Linked DNA regions of Sus scrofa: regions 2 and 3 are each linked to region 1. A link is a contact called in public HiChIP or PLAC-seq data. All regions are on one chromosome and are shown on one strand. Each heading gives the region's core, a stretch centred on a gene start, on an enhancer-like site or on the middle of the called end of the contact. The rest is flanking DNA. Distances are from core to core; before and after follow the strand shown.

Region 1 (4,819 bases), core at 2,017-4,516:
TTTGTTGTTTTTCTTCCAAAAAGAGGACCAGGCAGAGGGACAGGCATGGGCTCTGGGAATTCTGCCAAATCTAGGTTGGCCAGGGTCAAAAAAGTTTGGGACACCATCTAGAGACAGGACACTGCAAATAATTCTTCCCAGCTTCCTCTCTTCTTCCTCAATATGATTTAAGAAGCAATGGCTGGTCAGTGAAGCATTTCCACAATCCCACATGCACAATGGTAGGAAAGTTCTAACTGTGATGGTATAGGTATATATTATCATCTAAGACAGAAATAGTTGCCTTGTCCACCCAAAGGTATAGTGGGCATATGGGTTGGTTGTCTTTTCATCTCCGTTTGCTATCTAAAGAATTCCCCTTCAAGAAAAGAACAAAGAGAACTAATCCAGCAATTTAGGCATCTGCTCTGCTATAAGGAGAGGAAAGATTCAAAGACAAAAGTCAGTATGGAATATTTTACTTGCAAGCTTTTAGAAGATATATATAAACAAAGATCAAAGGGAGGCAGAAAAACAAGGAAACATGGTTGATTATATCCTTCCAACAATGGTAATTGAGACTCACTTTGCAGGGAAATAGGTTCCCTTTCACAGATTTGATGATGTGAGCTGTAGCCAAGACTGGAACACATCTGGCATGTCCTAGAGCTCCAGCTTGGGGGCTTCAGTGGTCTTTAGTGTGTTCACAGCGGGAAGGTCAGTGGCACCCAGCACTGGGTCAAGTTCCATGAAGAGTTGGTGTCCGCGGCGGGACCTGGGTCCACCCGGCTTCCCATCAACCCAGAGGCAGAGCACCCACAGAGAAACAGACACACCACATGTTACATGGAAAGGCAGTGCTTTGTATTTACGTTTTTGTTTTTTTTTTATAAGTACAAAATGCATCTTTATTATACCAGAGTTGGAAAATTCTAAGCCGTATAACAAGGAACATAAACATAATCATAATCCCTATACCCAAGAGTAACCACTGCTGAAATCCTGGTACCTCTTCTTTCAGTCCCATGTGCATGTATGTGTATGTACGTTTACACACAAATCAGACATCAGCCAGGAATTCCCAGTCCCTCGTGTTGCTGGAAAAGCTCAACCCCGCTACACACTCTCCAGAAGGCCAAGGCCTCCCCCGTGTTTCTGTGAATTGCAGGGGCCTTATGTCCTCAGGGTTACTTCAATCTCCAAACATCTATTTCTACAGCCATTTAAATTCTGTTCTGTATTTCACGAACCTTGGTGAATGTTAAGCTTTTAACTGGATTTCGGCCCCAAATGTCCACTTACCCAAAGCACTTTTTTCTTTTAGGGCCACATGCGTGGCACATAGAAGTTCCCAGGCTAGGGGTTGAACTGGAGCTGCAGCTGCTGGCCTACACCACAGCCACAGCAATGCCAGATCTGAGCTGCATCTGCGACCTATACCACAGCTCATGGCAATGCCAGATCCTTAACCCACTGAGCAAGGCCAGGGATTGAACCCTCATGCTCATGGATATTCGCTGGGTTCTTAACCAGCTGAGCCACAACGGGAACTCCCAGGAATTTTCTTAGGGACCTTTGTTCTTCTAGAAACTGTTACAATAATAAAAATCTTGAGATCATAGTCTATATACAGTCTTTATTCTGCCTTTTCAAATTGGCCATTACATTTTTAGCACTTTCCCACCGTATTAAATATGTAACAACCCAGTACTTCATTACGTAAATGCATCCATTTCACTATTCCGCAGTTGTTGGGCATCCTTTGCTTTGGGGAAGTGTATAAAGCAGAAACGATTAGCTCTTGTGAATGTTTTTAAGGTCTAATACTAATTGCCAAATTGTCCTCCAGAAAGGTTAGGTATGTCAATTTGCACACTCCCCAGCTGTAAATGAAAGTGTCAAGTGACTTATTCTTTAAATGATTTGCTAATTTGGCTTTGATTGTGGGAGAGACTATTTCAGAGCAGTAAAGTGCCTGGTCGATCACAGCCACAGAGAGCCTGGGGCACGGAGGGAGGTCTTGGGCCTGACTGGACTCCAGGGCCCTGGGGTGGTTCACAAACCTCTCAGGACCTCATGCTGCTGCCCCACCCAGGCGAGGTCACACACTGTCTCACGTAACCCAAGCAGCCCTCACGCCTGCCTCCTGCTCTGAGAGACATAACGTTCCATGAGTATCTCCCTTTCCACCTTGAATCTGAGCCTTTAGCCTCCCAGCTCCTCCTCAACAGACCAGGGAGGCAATGGCACACCAGCCTGTTCCCCAGCTCAGGGAGAACTGGATCTGGACTCACCTCATTGGAGCCTGAATGGGATCCAGACCATCAGCCACCCCATCACCCATCCCTCCATCAGAGTTTTTCATGGTTCTGCTTCCCTGCCACCCAAGAGGTCACAGAGGTGCAAACAGCAGAGCCTCAGACCTCATCTTTCCTTTCCAGACCACCTTCTTTCCTTTCTGGAGATGGGAGACATAGAGGGAGCCTGAGACCTGTCCCACCTGTGGCTGATAGGACCTCCTCGGTAAGTTCTGCTCTTCCCACTCAGCAAAGCACACGTGTGCACAGGCAGCCGAGCTGCTGGCCGTCCAGACTATTTTTAAACAGACTAAAAATACTGACTTACCTCAGAGGACTGTGCTGAAGGAGCTTGTTTAGGGTGTCGGATGAACCTTTGCAAATCTAAAATGCTTTGCATCACCTGCTCCTTCACCCCGTGGGTTCCTCCCCTGGGAACCAAGAGAGTTATAAACTCAGGCTGGCAAAGAACAGGGTGATGGGTGGACTGACCGGGAAGCTCTCTTTGTGGGTTTGGTGATGCTCTGTGAGATTTGGCCTCTCTAGATGCTGGCCAGCTCCAGGGCAGATCCTGAACTGCCAGGCCCAGAGCCAGGCCAGCGCATAGAAGGCTCCCTGTGTGTGTTGGTTGTTGAAGGGTGTTTCTTGGCGGGGGCAGCGCAGGTGCCTGAGCTGTTATGATTTCTGACACCCCTGTTGGGTAGGAGAAGCCCAGGCACACATGTGTCTACCCCGCTCCCCTCCCCCTCCCTTCTACCTCAGCCCTGGGCCGGTCCCCTCTGCTTCCCCCACATAAGCCTTCATGTTGCAGCACAGCGGAAGGTCAAGTGCTCTCCTGTTCTAGGGCAGACACTTTGGGTTTAACCTTGAGGCAGAGGCTCAGCTGCCCTGACAACCCGTGGCTTCTTTCTGCAGCAACACCTCCTGCAAAGGTAGCCCAGCACGTCCTTGGCCACGGGTTTCCCAGGGCAGTAAAAATAGCTGAGGCCCCGCAGCTGCTGAATGATGAGTTCTGGAAGGAGATGATTGATTCTCACAGCTGAGTCCCGGGGTCAGGGAGCGCCGAGCAGGCCGAGGGGCCAGGGTGAAGGCTGGGCTGGCCCCGGGGCTGCTCTAGATAGAGCTGTTGACAGAGGGATCTGTGCTCCCCCCACCTGAGGGGAGCACCGAGTAAGCGGATTAAAAGGAACTGCAGAGGGCTCTGTGAGAGGGAGACAGTGCAGCCCTTTCTTTGAGGCCAGACTGGACCTTTTTTGACATATGCAGTCACCTCCCCTCCTTCACCGGGGACAAAGTTCAAAGTGGGGTGGGAGTTACTTTCCAGGGAAGGTGACGGGCTGGTACAGTAATGGGAGCCCCCGCTTCCCCTAAAACTATGGAGCTGTTGGGGCTTATGAAACACCCCGGGGACACAGGTGTCAGGTAGCTTCTGGCAGCCTGGGGTCACTCTCTGCCCTCCCCCCACCCTGCCCCTGGGCTGCAGCAGTACCCTGCCTGCTTTGTCAGGGGCCTGGGCCTGGGCCATTGACCTGGGCTGCTCCGATTCTTCATGGTGATCTAAGGTGAACCGTGTCCGTGGAGCTCCTGACCAGTAACAGTAGCTTTTAAGCCAGGATCCTGCAGTTGTTGGGCTGTTCACAAGGAAACAGCTGGAAGGGTGAAGTTCTACAGCTGGACCTGATCTGGACAATTCAGAGATACAGCCATATGTGTTTACTTTACAGTGCATGTTTTTAAGGCAATCTATAGCCCAGGGTTCCATACAGCAAAAATAAGGTTTCAGAGGGAGAAAGAAGAAATTGCTAGAGGAGGGAGGAACTAAGAGGCAAATGAAAAACAATATATTTTCCTATGAGATTATTAAAAAGATGACGAGGCAGCCAGACATGGGTGTGTGTGGGGGGGATAATCCAGGTGGCTTTTCTCCCCAGGAAAAGGGGCTGCCTTGTCATCAGAGCAGAGGTACGGGGGAGACCTACTGGTTTTCATGAAAGATGTAAAGATTCTGCAGAGGAGCCTGAGTTAGGACTACAGGCCAGAAAGAGAGGTGGCCCCTCCTTTTGTCTTTCATGCTACCTGCGGGGCATCAAGGTGTGTCTTTATCTTTCTGGAGTCACTTGAGATGCATGCACTCAGCCTCCCTTTCTTGCTGTTCTTTGCTCAGAGGTGGGGTTGCAGATATTGTGATTGGTGTGGAAAAGATTCCAGAACTGTAAGAAAAGGACCCCACAGGTTACCTCCAGGTCTGTCCTTGATACCTATGGGGGACGAATGGAGAGTCTTTCTCTTCCAAACCCTCCTCTGTCCTGCACAGTGGGAGGCCTCGCATACACCCATGCACAGACAACTCAACAGCTTGGATGCACGTCCAAGCTCCATCTCTGCATGCCACTTGGCCACTGCCTGCAGCCAGGAGTGTGCATATTGGCCACCCTCGGGAGGACAGACCTGGGCAGAGGCCATAGGTAGGGGCCATTTGGGTGTGGCATTTCCAGGTTCAATTATCTAGAGCAAGACTAGAGTGAGGTGTCACTGGAACTAGG
Region 2 (4,376 bases), core at 488-2,987, 370 kb before region 1:
CATGTGTTCAGTTCAAATAATAGGAATATATCTACAGAGAGAATATTTTTAGAAAGTATATTCATATACAAGCATAAATAGCTTTTCCGCACATTACCACTATTTTGAAATTGCTCTAAATAGGCTTAGTGAGTACATTTTTGCTAATGCTCCCACTTATCTGTCAAACTTTAGCCAGCCTCTGGAGTTTACGTTATGGTACAGCGGAAACAAATCTGACTAGTAACAATGAGAATGTGTGTTCCTTCCCTGGCCTCACTCAATGGGTTAAGGATCCAGCGTTGCTGTGAACTGTGGTGTAAGTCACAGACAGGGCTTGGATCCTGCATTGCTGTGGCTGTGGTGTAGGCCACCAGCTTCAGCTCTGATTAAACCCCTAGCCTGGGAAACTCCATATGCCGTGGGTGCTGTCCTAAAAAGTAAAAAAAAAAAAAAAAAAAAAAAAAAGATAAAAGTTTTGTTAACCTCCTAATTAGAAACCTCCAGCAATTTTAGCAAGCCGCTATCATCTGGAATCCAGCCTCTATTTGGAAGTAAGTGGAAAAATCCTTGGAGCAATAAGGAAAATGATTACCATAAAGACCATCCACTAATGCTAAAATATTCAAAGGATCACTCTCAGGCCCTACCCCAAGATGTATTGATTTATTTTTGTACTTCAAATAGGGATAATACTTTAAATAACCAGTTTAGCCATAAGTTTCCCTAATCCAAGAAAGTGAAATGATTTAAAGGGATCAGTGACTGCTGGAGTCACTATTTATTTGACAATCTTTAAGTGCCTACTATGCTTTGCTACCCTAAATGCCAGAGAAACAAAGATGAAAGTGTTGAGAGGCAAACACATAATTACAGTGATGTGATAAGTAACAGTATGAAAGGTATACATTCCTGTCTGATCACAGGATGAGCCATGCACTGTTCTGTTTTTGAGGGTGAGGCAGAGCTTTCTGGAATATGTGATATCTGGCAAGTCTTGGAGCTTGAGTAGGTAAGAAAGATCCTCATCTCATTGGGGAACAGATCCATGTAGCTACACAGAGAGGTAGGGCCTGGGTCTTGGAGGATTTGTAGTTTAAGGAATTTAAGTGGTATTTCATAAACAAAGGGGAGCCATTGAAGGTTCTTAATTGAAATGTGAGGCTGGGCTAAGTCTTGAATTCTGAAAGCTCTGTCTGAATACATTTTTTAAAATTATTTTATTATTTTTATTTTTGGCCATGTGAGAGGTATGTGGAAGTTCCTGGGCCAGGGATCAAATCCGAGCCACAGAGGCAACACGAGCCACAGCACTGACAATGCCAGTTCCTTAACCCACTGCACCACAAGGAAACTCCAATCTGAAAATATAGTTGTAATGTAGCTTAGAATGAGGACCAGGCCCTGGGTACCAAGTAGGAAGAGGTCTCAATAATTCAGTCAAGAAATAGTTAAGTGCCTACGCCATAGCAGTAACCCTAGAAATGGAGGGGAAGGAACTGATTCAAGAGACAGTAAGAGAGCAGACATGGATAGATGCAGTGATCTGATGCAGGAGGTAGAAAGAAAAAAACCCAGAAGACTCCAGAGTGAATCTCAGATTTTATATTTGGCCAATGGATGAATTAGGAACACAGAGTGGGGAACAGGGTTATGGGGAAGTTAATAGTTTGCATTTTCATATATAGAGTCATAGGTGACTAGACTAGGAGATTCTGAAAATATCCATTAGGGAACTGGATCTACCAGACTGAAGTTCAGGGCACAGGGTCAGGCTGGGACAATCATAGCAGGAAGCTGGCAGCTTTGGCTAAAAGCAAGAAGCAGCATAGACAGGTTTAGAAAGTACAAAATTCTGGAGACCTTTGCAGACAAGCTGCCATACACACTTCAAGAGCTCCTCACATATTACCTGTCCAACAGCTTAGGACAATATGACATACTTTCCTAATCCCTGCCCTCCCTCTTGCCTTGTACAATGTTCTCCAAAGAGTAGGCTGGTGATATTTTTAAGTGGAAATCTCATTATATCATTCCTTGCTTCTCAGAATCAAACTACTTGGCACAGACCAATAAAGCTCTACCTGTGATCTGGTTCACATCTCCTGTCACATGACTCCTGAGTGAATAACATTGTTATCCAGCCACTGAGCTCCTCTCTCAAGGCCTTTGTACTTGCTACTTCTCATGTCTGGAATGCTCTATTCTAGGTCTTGCAGGCTGGCTCCCTCTTACAGTTCAAATCTCTCTTCTGAAATGTTACTTCCTCACACATCTTCCTTGACTAGTCTAATGTATGTCCCCACCTCTACCCATGCCCCATTCTCGGTCCCATCACCCTGTCATTGACTTTGTAGCATTGACCATTATCAGAATGTATTTTATTGACTATCTACTCTATTGGAAATTGTGATGAACAAAGGTAAATTTCCACACATTGTTTTTAAGGGAAATTAGAAAAGTGGGATAGAATTGTATTGCTGAAGGTCTTGCATTCCCATTGAGAGGTTTTAATTTGCTAGTTTCCAAGGAGCTACTAAAATGTTTTAAGTAGATCAGTGACCTTGGCAAATGTTTTAAAATGTTTGTCTGGTTATTATGAATATAATCCCACCTACGGATATACTATTCACTTCAACTGGTTTAACTACATAGAAAATTGCTAAATAAATGAACTTAATGACAATATAAAAAAGTCTAGACATAATAACATGAAATTAATTTGATGACTTTAACTAGTTTTGTAATAGAATTATATAGTTGATCCAAGTCTACTTTTTTACCTAGTCTCCTTTTCATTTTAGTGTGGGAAGCACACAAAATAAAATATCATGTACTTTTAAAATGAGGAGCAAACTGTACCAAGGCTGAGTCTTCTTCACACTCAGTAATGCAGTTATCTTCATAGCTTTATGCCAGATGACTAGTGGACCCAACTGGGGTGTAGCCAGGCTTTAGCTAATGTAAGTGCTTTGTTTATTTTTTGTCTCTTTAGGGCAACATCTGTGGCATATGGAAGTTCCCAGGCTAGGGATCGAATCAGAGTTGCAGCCACTGGCTTACACCACAGCCATAGTGATGCCAGATCCAAGATGTGTCAGTGGCCTACATCACAGCTCATGGCAATGCCAGATCCTTAACCCACTGAGCAAGGCCAGAGATCGAACCCGAGTCCTCATAGATTCATTACAACAGGAAATCCATGGAAGTGCTTTAAAGATGGTTTATATTGAGATCTTTCAAAGGTTGGAGATGGATCTTGGAACTTTCAGTTTAACTCCATTAAACTTTATATAGAGTATAAGGCTCAGATGTGGTGACATCCAAATGAATAAGACACATTACTTTCCTTCATTGAGGATGAAATCTAATAATTTGTCTCTGAGTATGCAGTACAACTGAGTTATGTAATTTTGTACAAAGACCAACAGAGATTATTTTCCCCAAATGACTGCTCTTATCCTTCTATTTGTCAGTCTACGAAATGTTTGTAGATTTTTGTTTTCCTTTTCCTTACTCTTCTCTGCTTTCCCAGAGAAAAATAACTTTTCCGACATACAGTATGTATAAATATAAAGTTTATTTAGCATAGTGTTTAGAAAAATAAGTTCACATCATTTCAGAAAACAAATAAAACACTTAAATGTCCAGGCATAAACCCCTATTACAGTACAACATACATACTTTAGATCTCTTTGGTTGGGTAATTTAAGCACAGAAATGTTCTGGGACATGCTCCGTGTGCCATCACCTAACAGTGCAGTAAAGACTCTGTTACCCCACCCCATGATATACATTCTGTATAGTTTTTCTCTTTGTGTAAGGCACAGTAAAACCATACTGAGTATATAACTGGTTGTCTCTAAACATACAGTACATGCAACAAAAGAGTAAAAATGTTTTGAGAACCCTGAAAGCCAAGTCACATGCTATATAATTTTGCTTAATAAAATGTATGGTGGTAGTAAGAAATTAACATGAAATGTATCAGTTAGATACAAAATAACCATTAGGCTCTATCTAAGTTCTAGGAAGACTTTGAAACATCTTTCGTAAAACGTAATTCTTTTCCCTACAGTTTTTCTGAATTATTTATATTTTTATGATGAGATGATCTGTCAAAAACATTTTAAAGAGCGAAGAACTTCTGGTTATGTACTAATGCACAATTGTCTAACATGTAGTAGGGCAGGCTGCAACATCTGCCCAATAATCCAGCTTTTAACATGCAAGACACAAGGGCATATAGAGGGAGATTTAAGGTCAGTGTGCAATTCACCTATGAATTTTATCTATGGCTATAACATCTACCTGCCTTTCATAACACAAGAAAGGCACTGAAACCTGTGTACAATTCAGTCTTTACATTACTATGAATACACGTGAGCTATAAAGCA
Region 3 (4,870 bases), core at 1,282-3,781, 440 kb before region 1:
CAAAATGCTTTGTTTTGGAAACTCCAAACCATGCAAAACTCAGTAGGTCTGGGGTTTGAACACATGAATTTTAAAAAGCCAAGTTTCCGCCTGACCTTAGCTAACCTTAAAACCAATTGTTCTTCCAGTGCTAGTCTGCCCAACAGTGAAGTTTGTGGTTTCATCTTGGTTTTACCACAAAACTTTGTGATGAAACACTAAGAACCCACTGAGATTTGCACTTCCATTCCTGTCTTATTTCAAACTCCTTTTGCAAAACCTGATGACTTCTGTAGCATATAACTATGTAACTGCAATTTCTTTTATGTTCCACATGGGCTCAGGACTAAATTTTTGCCTGGCAACATTTTTTGAGACTCCAGTAATAAAAAAGCAGAGAAAAGAATAAAATCCACTCAGTGTAAAATCAAGAAGATTCTATGGATATAAAACAAACCTATATGATACCATTATGAGACCAACTATAACAGCATCTCCAATTTGAAAGTCTCAGAAAAATTTCTAGAGGTTGCATACCATGGGATAGAAGAGCTGGAGGAAGGGAACCTAAGAAGTGACAAGTGATGCCCAGACTAGAAATACAACAAACACAGAGAAGGCATAGCATCCTGAGAGATCTAAGGGACAAATAATAAGTGGGGATTTTCCCCCAGTGAAGAGTGGCTCCACGTTTTCCAGCCCACAAATCTAGGTTAAATCAGGGAACATATGTAGAGATAAGTCAAAAACATTAACATGCACTCATCAGCAACTGATTGTGCCACTGATGTTGTGAGAAGACACCTCCCACATCTCCATTCTGTATTCTTGCTTGGCATTGAGGTAGGCACAGACAAGAGTGCCAAACATCATGTGATCTCATACACTGTAGATACTTTTTTTTTTTCCCGCCATTTTTAGGGCTGCACCTAGGGCATATGGAAGTTCCTGGGCTAGGGTTGAATCGGATCTGAAGCTTCCAGCCTATGCCACAGCTATAGCAATGCCATATCTGAGTCGCATCTACGACCTACACTGCAACTCACGGCAGTGCAGCTCACAGCAGATCCTTAACCCACTGAGTGAGGCAGGGACAGAACAAGTATCCTTGTGGATACTGGTCAGATTCTTAATCCACTGAGCCACAGAGGAAACGCCAATATAGATTCTTTTTTATTGAGGTATAATTGACATATAACATTACGTTACAACATAATGATTCCATATTTGTATGTATTGCATAATAATCACCACAATGAGTCTAGTTAACATCTGTAGTATAGATTCTTATCAACTAGAAATCTTTGAAGAAGTCTCATCAACCACCTATCATTTCCACATAAAATTCTGAATGCCAACATCCTTGTGTTCTCAAAGTCCGAAACTGGACATAACCAGAAACAAAACGAGAAAGCTCTATCTGCCATGAGACCTTTCCAAATCTGAAGCCTATTACGTGGGTTTATACATTTAGCCACAAAAAACCCATTAAACAACTTTGGAACAAAGAAAGGATTTTTACTTTAGCCCAACAGACTCCTTTGTGAATTATTCATGATGTTTTCCAGTAATAGGAAAAAGGAACCAGGGGAGGAGAAATGCATGCCACCAGCTTCCATAAAATCCTAAAAACAGAAAACTGGCTCATCATGTCAAAGATACACTAGAGATAATCCCTGGGTCAGTGATAACCTGGGGACCAACTCCCAGAAATATAAAATTTCTGCAAAAGTGATCAAAACTGATCCAAAGAAAAGGCTAAACTGACTGTCCCTCTCCTAAGCTTCATTTCCTCTCTCTCTCTCAGGTGGCTAGCGACAAACAATGCTATGCAATTTTCATGTTCGTCCCAAGGACCAATCTGGCAGAAACTCTGAAGATCTTAATAGATGAATATTTATTTATTTCCCCTAAAGGGCCATTTCTACCTTCTTGCCATTGATGGAAATTCCAAGCTGTCCCAATGCTCCTGTGATGCCCCATAAGTCACAGGTGAAGTTACTGTCACAGAGTCCACTAGAGTAAAGCAATGCAAAGGGATGCTTCTCCACTAAACTGCCAACAGAGGCTAGGGCTCCAAAACCAAAACTCTAGGATGAGATTAAATATTTGGCATTGAAGCCAACACATGGTCACAGCCAAGGGGTTCCTAATTTCCTATCCTGCTGCAAGATATAGGTACAGCCTCCATAAGGTAAAAGCCACCCACTGACTGCCTATGTCACCAGCATATAAAACTCATGAGCTCATAATATAAACAGGGGAGTATTTACTCTATTCTTGGCACTGGCAAGCTTATAAACAATAGCTCAGTGGAATATTTTTGCATTGAGTTTGTTTCCTGGGTATGTTTTCTTATAAATCTGCATGCTTACCCAAAGATCGCATTACTCATTAGGCATTACAGCTGTCCTTGTGACCTAAAATCAAAGGGGTGTTACTTGGGCACTTTCCCATAAAGAACTACAAATTCCTGGGTTGAAGTTACAGGAAAATATTTGTGCACAACATCCAGCAGGTGGCACTCACATCCAAAGTTACAGGGCGCTTTCCTGTTGGCCAGGGAAATCTTTGTTCACAAAAGACGTGTTCTTACAGTTCAGTAAATAGTAGCCAGATGTCTTCTTAGTAAAAGAGCAAGAGTTTCACTCTCGAAATCTTCTTAAATGAAATTTTGACATTGGACATAAGCAGCCAGTCAATTTATGTAATTTTTTTAAAAAGTAATCTTAAAAATAGAGAAATTCCATATTGAAAACATAGTTTTGTAGATGTTATGGGCTGACTGTGTCCTGCAATATTCATATGTTGAAATCCAATCTCTCAATGTGATGATATTTGGGGAGGGGGACCCTTTGGGAGGTAATTAGATCATGAGAGTAGAGCTTTCATGAATTGGATTAGGCCCTTCTAAGAAGAGGCCAGAATGCTAACTCTCTGCTCTTTGTGCCATATGAGAAAACAAGAAGAGAGCCCTCTTTAAACCAACAAGGAGCACTCACCAAGAACCTAACCATGCTGGTATCCTGTTCTATGACTTCCAACTTCCAGAATGGTGGGAAATAATTGCTTGTTGCTAAGCCACAATCTTTAGTAACTTGGCCTAAGATATTTCTAACGTCCCTTTCCTGATCCAGCAATATTTGGAGTAGGATTAAGGAGCCACATATCACTTTGAATATTAAAAATCAAGCCAAAATAATTTTGAATAAGAATGAATCAAAGAAAAATAAAAGACTGAAAGACATCCCTTGCTAAAGATTCTCTTTTTTTTTTTTTTCCTTTTGTCTTTTTGTTGTTGTTGTTGTTGTTGTTGCTATTTCTTGGGCCGCTCCCTCGGCATATGGAGGTTCCCAGGCTAGGGGTCCAATCGGAGCTGTAGCCACCGGCCTATGCCAGAGCCACAGCAACGCGGGATCCGAGCCGTGTCTGCAACCTACACCACAGCTCACGGCAACGCCGGATCGTTAACCCACTGAGCAAAGGCAGGGATCAAACCCGCAACCTCATGGTTCCTAGTCGGATTCGTTGACCACTGCGCCACGACGGGAACTCCAAAGATTCTCTTAATGTGCGTTGCCAAATCACATTTATAAAGGCCCAGAAATTGTTGTGCAGAAAGAATGGAATCATGATCACAGACTATGCTTAGAATTTACGAACCCTCAAGTAACATGTACTAATAATAATCCATGCCATCTCTCCCTAACAAGTAAAATCAATTACTCTATTATTTTAGCAAAGTACATAGCAGCATAATAAGGTTTTATTGGCTGTGTAAAATCAGGTATACTAATATTAGCTAACACTGCCACTTACTGAGGACTTATTATACGTCATGCTCTGAAAAACCTGCACCACACAGCAATTTAATCTTTGCAAGTAGCACAATTATCTCCACTTTGTAGAAAAGGGAAATGAGGTTTAGAGGTAAGTTACATAACCTGTTTTAGCCTCACCTGCTCATTTGTAAGGTGAGAATACAAATATAAACTATTTCTTAGGGTTGTGAGAAAACAAGTTCAGACAAAGCTCTTAGCCTAGAAGTCCTAACTATATAATTACTACTACTGCTGCTGCTACAGCTGCTGCTACTCTACCACTACTACAACCACTATTGCTATTTATTAGTATTAGTATTAGCATGGTTAAGTTATTTGTTCAGGGTGGCAGAGACAGAAAATAGCAGAGTCAAAACCTGAACTCAGGTCTGCCTGACTCCAAAACTTGGGTGCTTGTACTATAGGAGACAATGGCTCCAAACTCAGGGAAATTCTGAGAATAAAAGAGCACTTCTGGAAATATGGAAGTTACTCTTTTTCATGGAAAAAACATACAAAAACAATCATCAGAAAATAGCCATTTCTTTAAGTTTCTCTTCCAGACCCAAACACACACACAGACAAAGTAAATGCTGCCCCACCCATCTTATGGGTCAAGATGACCTTTCATCTTTCTGATGGAAATATGAAACTTAATGGTCATAAAATTATATCCCTTTCAAGGAAGGTGGGCAAGGAACTAGAATCTAATGAAGAATGATGACTGGTGCAAGCCAGAACCACCCAACATTGAGCCAAGGTGACCACACCATAGGATGCAGAGCCAGGTCCTAATCCTGACTCATCCAGTATCAGCAACATGACTTAGAGTGAGCGATAGTCCAGGCACATCAATCACAGTAAACCGTGACTGATATGCTGAACTATGGTATTAGAGGCCAAGTTCTCTGACCAGCAACTTTAATAAGTTTGGCATGATTTTTGATATTTCTTGGTAGGTTCTAGTCCATCTAGCAATCAGTTTTGCTCATTTAACATTCTTCTTACTGCCTTGGAATTCATATGTGAGATTGTTTGGAAGCAGTATATTAATATAGTACACTGAAACC

The links. HiChIP or PLAC-seq counts read pairs in DNA pulled down with a chosen protein or histone mark.
Region 2: an H3K27ac HiChIP or PLAC-seq map of skeletal muscle shows a contact between it and region 1. The contact joins two enhancer-like sites. A contact is called at or near these places in 1 of 47 Hi-C or Micro-C datasets (psoas muscle) and 1 of 2 datasets of contacts at active chromatin or transcription factors (skeletal muscle).
Region 3: a contact with region 1 is called in an H3K27ac HiChIP or PLAC-seq map of skeletal muscle. The contact joins two enhancer-like sites. A contact is called at or near these places in 1 of 47 Hi-C or Micro-C datasets (embryonic fibroblasts) and 1 of 2 datasets of contacts at active chromatin or transcription factors (skeletal muscle).

What each region holds. Positions count from the first base shown.
Region 1 is chr1:190,032,210-190,037,028 of Sscrofa11.1, forward strand. No RefSeq gene overlaps it. Among named protein-coding and RNA genes, the nearest start is that of SLC38A6, 110 kb to the left of the region's middle. Within about 2 kb of position 3,267, at least 8 of the 83 cell types and tissues checked have an H3K27ac peak or open chromatin away from gene starts, as enhancers often do. A contact at or near this core is called in skeletal muscle, where this site is marked.
Region 2 is chr1:189,666,849-189,671,224 of Sscrofa11.1, forward strand. It overlaps SIX4 (SIX homeobox 4), which reads right to left. Exons shown (of 3, transcript NM_001244614.1): 3 at 3,542-4,376. Among named protein-coding and RNA genes, the nearest start is that of SIX4, 13 kb to the right of the region's middle. Within about 2 kb of position 1,738, at least 3 of the 83 cell types and tissues checked have an H3K27ac peak or open chromatin away from gene starts, as enhancers often do. A contact at or near this core is called in skeletal muscle, where this site is marked.
Region 3 is chr1:189,597,065-189,601,934 of Sscrofa11.1, forward strand. No RefSeq gene overlaps it. Among named protein-coding and RNA genes, the nearest start is that of SIX1, 25 kb to the right of the region's middle. Within about 2 kb of position 2,532, at least 6 of the 83 cell types and tissues checked have an H3K27ac peak or open chromatin away from gene starts, as enhancers often do. A contact at or near this core is called in skeletal muscle, where this site is marked.